Linked DNA regions of Zea mays: region 2 is linked to region 1. The links are chromatin contacts, called in public Hi-C maps. All regions are on one chromosome and are shown on one strand. Each heading gives the region's core, a stretch centred on a gene start, on an enhancer-like site or on the middle of the called end of the contact. The rest is flanking DNA. Distances are from core to core; before and after follow the strand shown. Region 1 holds the start of LOC100382057. Region 2 holds the start of LOC542344 (plastid phosphate/phosphoenolpyruvate translocator 2).

What was found. A called contact is a pair of places that touch in the nucleus more often than the background predicts.
Region 2: a Hi-C map of tassel shows a contact between it and region 1, with 1.6 times the contacts expected there. The contact joins the promoter of LOC542344 here to the promoter of LOC100382057 in region 1. A contact is called at or near these places in 2 of 25 Hi-C or Micro-C datasets (bundle sheath and tassel).

Annotation. Positions count from the first base shown.
Region 1 is chr7:86,332,873-86,335,752 of Zm-B73-REFERENCE-NAM-5.0, reverse strand. LOC100382057 reads right to left here and starts at 1,532. Exons shown (of 4, transcript NM_001174822.1): 1 at 1,317-1,532; 2 at 1-70. The coding sequence starts at 1,356.
Region 2 is chr7:86,465,546-86,468,425 of Zm-B73-REFERENCE-NAM-5.0, reverse strand. It overlaps LOC542344 (plastid phosphate/phosphoenolpyruvate translocator 2), which reads left to right and starts at 1,434. Exons shown (of 9, transcript NM_001111923.2): 1 at 1,434-1,787. The coding sequence starts at 1,437.

The sequences.
Region 1 (2,880 bases), core at 283-2,782:
CTCACTGTCCCATCTCCAATGCCCTTCTCTCCACGTTCAAGCTCTTCTAGGAGCCTGAAGTTCCGAGGAACTGTGGCCAGTTTACAGATTAATCAAACCATAAGAAGTGATTCAATATATTGCTATTCTGATTGGTAATATAATATGCACTTGTTTCCACTGAAAAAACAGTTTGCTCTGTTGTTGAACAAACAATAAGCCAATACAGGCACTTAGGCTAGAACATAATTGCTGTGCTTGTCTGCTTGAACAAGAAAAAAAGACACAACAGGCTCACTGCCATTGCTCTATCGATGGAAAGAGTATAGTAGGACAGTTACTGGTTTCTTGTTGCATAGAGTTCCGCCAAGCAGAGAGTAACATGAGACAACAATTGAAGAATCATAAGCTTAAGAAACAAAACAAGAGGATATTTAGTATGAAGTACTCATAAACATGGCAACTTAGAATGATTCAACCAATTGAGCTAACATCCAATAGCAGGAGACTTGAGAGTTTGTAATGACTATATAAGCACACCCAGAAACAAAAGCAACAATCGAGGACCACAACAGTCTCAATGCAAGCTCTATCTTAAAAGGCTCAGATGTCCATTATATACTATGTGCAAGATGCATGGATTTTCCTTTATACGTGGTTGGGGCTTACCCTTACAGTCAGCCAAATAGGTAGATCCATGTCGCATGACTGTTCTAACAATAGAACAATCCTGGAGATGCAACGAATGTTCACGGTTCGACGCTCGAGAACAGGTGCAGTGAAGGGAGCATATGTGCAGAACAACGAACCAGAGCACGACTGGAATAGGTTTTGTGGCCAGTGCAGCATAAATCGTACGCATAAACCTTGGACAATACTCTGATGTGGAGATACCTAGTGCTATTACCCGCTTCATCAAAACCAGAGGGAAGCATGAGCATCAGCACCAGCACATACTCGGAAAGGATCCAACATGTGTCGTGTGCTACACCTCTCTTACCCCTCTCCAAATCAATTCCACACATGAACCGATTAATCCCACGGCAACCCTACCGCCGGCAGACGGGATCAACTAGTATCTATCGACAAGCGCGTCGCTGCCGCCTGATCAGACACTCGCAAACAGAAATTCCCCACACCCTATTACATCCCCAAGTGGCCAAGTGTGCATATTCCGTCCGTCCACGGAACAAGTGACACCAGATGCAGAAGAATTACTGCAACACCGTCTCCCGCTAAAAGATCTGGCGATCTGCTAGGCAAAAGAAAGATCGCGGGAAAAAATATAGTCGGGGCGGAAAAACGGAGGCGCGAGTAGGAAGAGGGATATTGCTCACCGACGACGCCGGATCCGGCGGCCGAGCTTCCCGGCGTCATAGCTGACCGGCCGACCGATCGAGGGGGCGGTAGAGGCCGAGAAAAGAGATGAGGTTGGGTTTGGGGTTTCCGTCGCGCGGCTTCGGCGAAGGAAGGGAAAGTTGCACGCCCACCTTTTTATATTTTTTTCTGTTCTTTGGCTGTTTCACTGCCAGTGGAAATTGGAATGGAATGGAATGGAATGCAATGCAATTTCTTTCAGGCGGCTAACCTCCATTTGATAGGAAATCAGCCGCTCGGAATGGACGTAACCTGTATAAGAATCAAAATCGTCGGCTTGCGCATCAGATTCCGAGGGAATTGTATTGCCGCCTACCGGAATCTTTGATTCTACTGCACCCTGCGTAAAAAAAATCGTAGTCCACTATAGTTTTTCCCTAAATTATTAAATTAAAGGTTAATCAATCTATATACAAAAGTGGATACTAAACAAATATATTAAATCAAACTAGTCGGTTGCTCGTGCGTTGCGACGGTTTACAACAATACTCACGTAAACTATTTATAAAAAAATTCAAAATTTTTTATTGATTGTCTCTGCTCTTTGTATAATATTTTTTTGATTTGGCTAACTGATGTTATTGTTTACTCCATGCAATATGTCTTGGTACAACACGGCTAATGAAGTGAGCGATTAGAAAAGGTTTCATAACGACTGACTGAATGAATAGAGATTATAAAATGACATAATTCCATCATACAGAGACCAAATAAAACAAAGTTTGTAAGCTCAAGTTTCTAAAATAAGTCCCATGAAGTCAAACTTATAAAAAAAGATAGATCAAAATATGGAGTGGTTGCTAAAGTCAGGCATCAATTAAAACCGGATGCACTCCATATAAATTATGTTATTTCGTAGTAATTACTAATGTTTAAAACCAACAAATAACCTTTCATTTTGCTATTAGTGTGACAAATCATTGTTGCTCCATCCAATTCAGCAACCTCAAACACCATGTAGTCCATTGCGCCAATGTGGTATCAGAAACGACCTAATATTTGCAAGAGCCAAAAACGTAGTACCATGCTTGGGTTGTAGCCTCGGCCCGTAGTGCTGGCCCGGCCCGACACGATTATTTTTTTTATTTTACAAAAAAAGTATATACCTATATACAATTTATATTCAATATTAAAACATCTTAACATGATGTTTTACTGGTTAGACAGCTTCACACAGTGTCTCCCATCCTTCTTCCATCAGAACATGGGTTCGAACCCCACCTCCAGCACTGTTTTTAACATTTTATGTTGATTTAATTAAATGGGTCGACGGGCTAACGGGCTGGCCCGACACAGTTAGCAGGTCGGCATGACGTGTCTGGGCCATAGTTGTGGCCCGCGTGCGTCTAGCCCATGTCGGACGCCGTTTGGCCATCTATAGACGTGCAGCGGATTAATTTGAAATAGCAGTGAGGGGTTATTTATAAAAAGATGACGCGTGACGACCGTTGAAACTGATGCTTCAAGTATAGTATAGATATAAAATGCGTTTTTATAAAAAATTATGTGAAGTCAATATTATTC
Region 2 (2,880 bases), core at 185-2,684, 130 kb before region 1:
GGAGAGAGAAAGAGAGAGAAAAAGAAAGAAAAGATCTTCTCCTCATTTTCGAAATCCGATCTTCCTACATGAATGCATTTGCACTTTCAAAGCAATCAAAAGAAATGCAAGGTTCGGCATGGTGCATCAAACAACACAAAGTATTTAGGGTTTTTCTTACACGGGAAATCCAAACCGAATCCCGCTAGAACTTTGGAAAAGGTCAAGGTTTAGCGAAGGGAAAAGAAAAAGAAAAGGTAACGCCCGAATTTTGGCGAGTAAAGAAAAGAAAAAAATTCAACTGCAAAAATTCGGGGCGTTACAGTGGGCTACGGGCCAGCCCGACACGATATAGTTATATCCTTGTTGTGCTTGGCCCTGAAATGCGGCACGACCTGTCAACCTAACGGGCCCAGACATGTCGGGCCAGCACTGTCTACCCGTTTGGACATGTATATCGGCTACGACCCACTCTCACATACTACTGTACTCTTACTGCATAAACAACCGCCGCTGCTGTGAAGACAAACAACTTTATACGGTAGAGGAGGAATTTTCCCATCTGTTCGGGTCTGTTTTCATCTCGAGTGGAGACTCTCGCATCCACTCCAATCCATCGCGCAGCAGCGAGCGGTAGGGTTGGGCATTCGGTCTATTAGGGTAATTCGGTTCGGTCTATTTGAGTTTTTGAAATTTCGGATTCTAAAAAATGAGAACCGAAATTTTCAAAATAATTTTAGGAACCGAACCGAATAGACCCACAATTTCGGTTCGGTCTATTCGGTTCACCGAATAGACCCGAATAGTAGAGAGACTAGTATCTTTTGTTAAAATATATACAATTAATAATTAATTAGAAGTAATATATTACAACAAGTGACTATAGACATAGCATACTGAGATATATATACTATCGTTAAGATGATATCATAATTTTTAGCTAATAAATTCATACATCATATAATAATATCATCACATACTTAGAAATCGAACCAGAATTCATACCCTGAAATATAGCACATATTAAACCGAATCCGGTTTAGGTTCGGATTCATGTTTCGGTTTTAAAATGCGCACCCGTGGCCAGCAGGCAGCCAAGCCAACGCTGGAGTTGGCGGATCGCACGGTGATCCGACGCCGACTGGTGGGACCCGACCGGCTTGTTTGGCAGCGACAGCACGGTCCAAGTCCACGTCGGATCCATCCGCCAACTGCCAAACGGTCCCACAGGCTCCCACGGCCCGCATGCCAGATAGCCAGCTCAACGTGGCCTCGTCGCTGCATTCAACTCAATACAGAAACCCTGGTCTGAAAGCCCTCACTCCAAATCTCGCGCACTGTCAGCTGACGCCACCGCCTGCGCCAGCCCTCGCCAAGCCGGTGAAAACCTCGTGCCCTCCGCCGCCTCCGCCCGCCTCTTCCAGAGTACCGCGGTCTCATCTCCTCCCGGGACGGGCATGCAGAGCACGGCTGCCATCGGTCTCGTTCGGCCATGCGCCGCGCGGCCACTCCCCACCTACCCTAGCCCACGGCGCGGCGCCGGCGCGTGCAGCGGCGCCGCACAGCCGATCCTCGCGCCCCGCGGCCTCTGCCTCTCCGCCCGCGCCAGCCTACTGCCGGACTCGCCGCTGGAGGAGGAGTACCGGAGATGCAGGGCCGGCCGGCACGTGGCCGCGGCCGGGAAGGTGGCGGCGGCTGATGGGGCCGTAGAGGAAGCGGGGGGAGGGCTCGTCAAGACGCTGCAGCTGGGGTCGCTCTTCGGGCTCTGGTACCTCTTCAACATCTACTTCAACATCTACAACAAGCAGGTGAACTGACTGACGAAAATCACTGGCGTCTCCCTGTCCCTGTGTTGTGCGACGCGTTGCATTCCTGATGCGCGAGCAACCCAATTGCTGGCCTCACCTCTGGTTAGTTACCGCGGACGAGTGATTTGGTTCTGATCGACTAGAGCAAGTGTGGTGATTTTGATTATTTTGGTGCATGCGTGCAAAGGACAGATCCTTCTATTAGTTTCCAATTTCCTTGATCTAAACTTAGTCAAGGAGAGACCCTGCGTGCTATGTTGAAAAGCGGCCCATGGACTGTTCATGTTTCTTCCAATTGTCCTTTCCATGTGGTGGTGTACCTATGTCTAAACATCACGTAATTTTCTTTGTCCATATGTCAAAATTATCTTCCTGTATCATCTTCCATCCATCAGGTTAAGTGAAGACTCAAGAGCCAATTGACCTTGACCTTTTTTATTGAGAAATTTATGAATAAGTTATCACAGATGTCTTTTTTTATCCTCATAATCTGAAACTAAATATAGGTCATCCCGCTTTCTGCGTGGCTGCAAAACAAATCGCTCCAACCCATCATGATCTGTAACCGATACAAGCTCCACATGCTACACAGAAAGAAAACTGCCTCATACCACACATTTCTAGACAAGATTTTGCTTAACTTTATAAAATACAGCCAAGTTTAGGTAGTATCTACATTGTAGTTTTAACCATACTCAATGACGATTACAATAAATTTGATGCTTGCTTTGTATATCTGAAGATACGAAGTATATGTACTTTTTAAAAGTTGTACAGAGCATCAATCTTTTCAAGGATCTGTTATATGCACTCCAGACTGCACCCATCTGATGTGTTTTCAACTTCAAGTCATGATACATACTTACATAGGTGTTCCATATCTGAGGTTAATTTTTTAGACTACCATTTCTCTGTAGTTTTAAGGGTTTTAAATTTTTTAACAGGCTGTATGCTCAAGACAATCTGGCTTCTATATTTCAGTGTTTTGACATGTCACCTATGTTTTTTGGTGGCTATGTTGAGGCAATATTTTACTTGTCCGGTTGTAACTAGCCTAAGAGAAATTTAAGTGTTGTACTGGTAATTGTAGTAT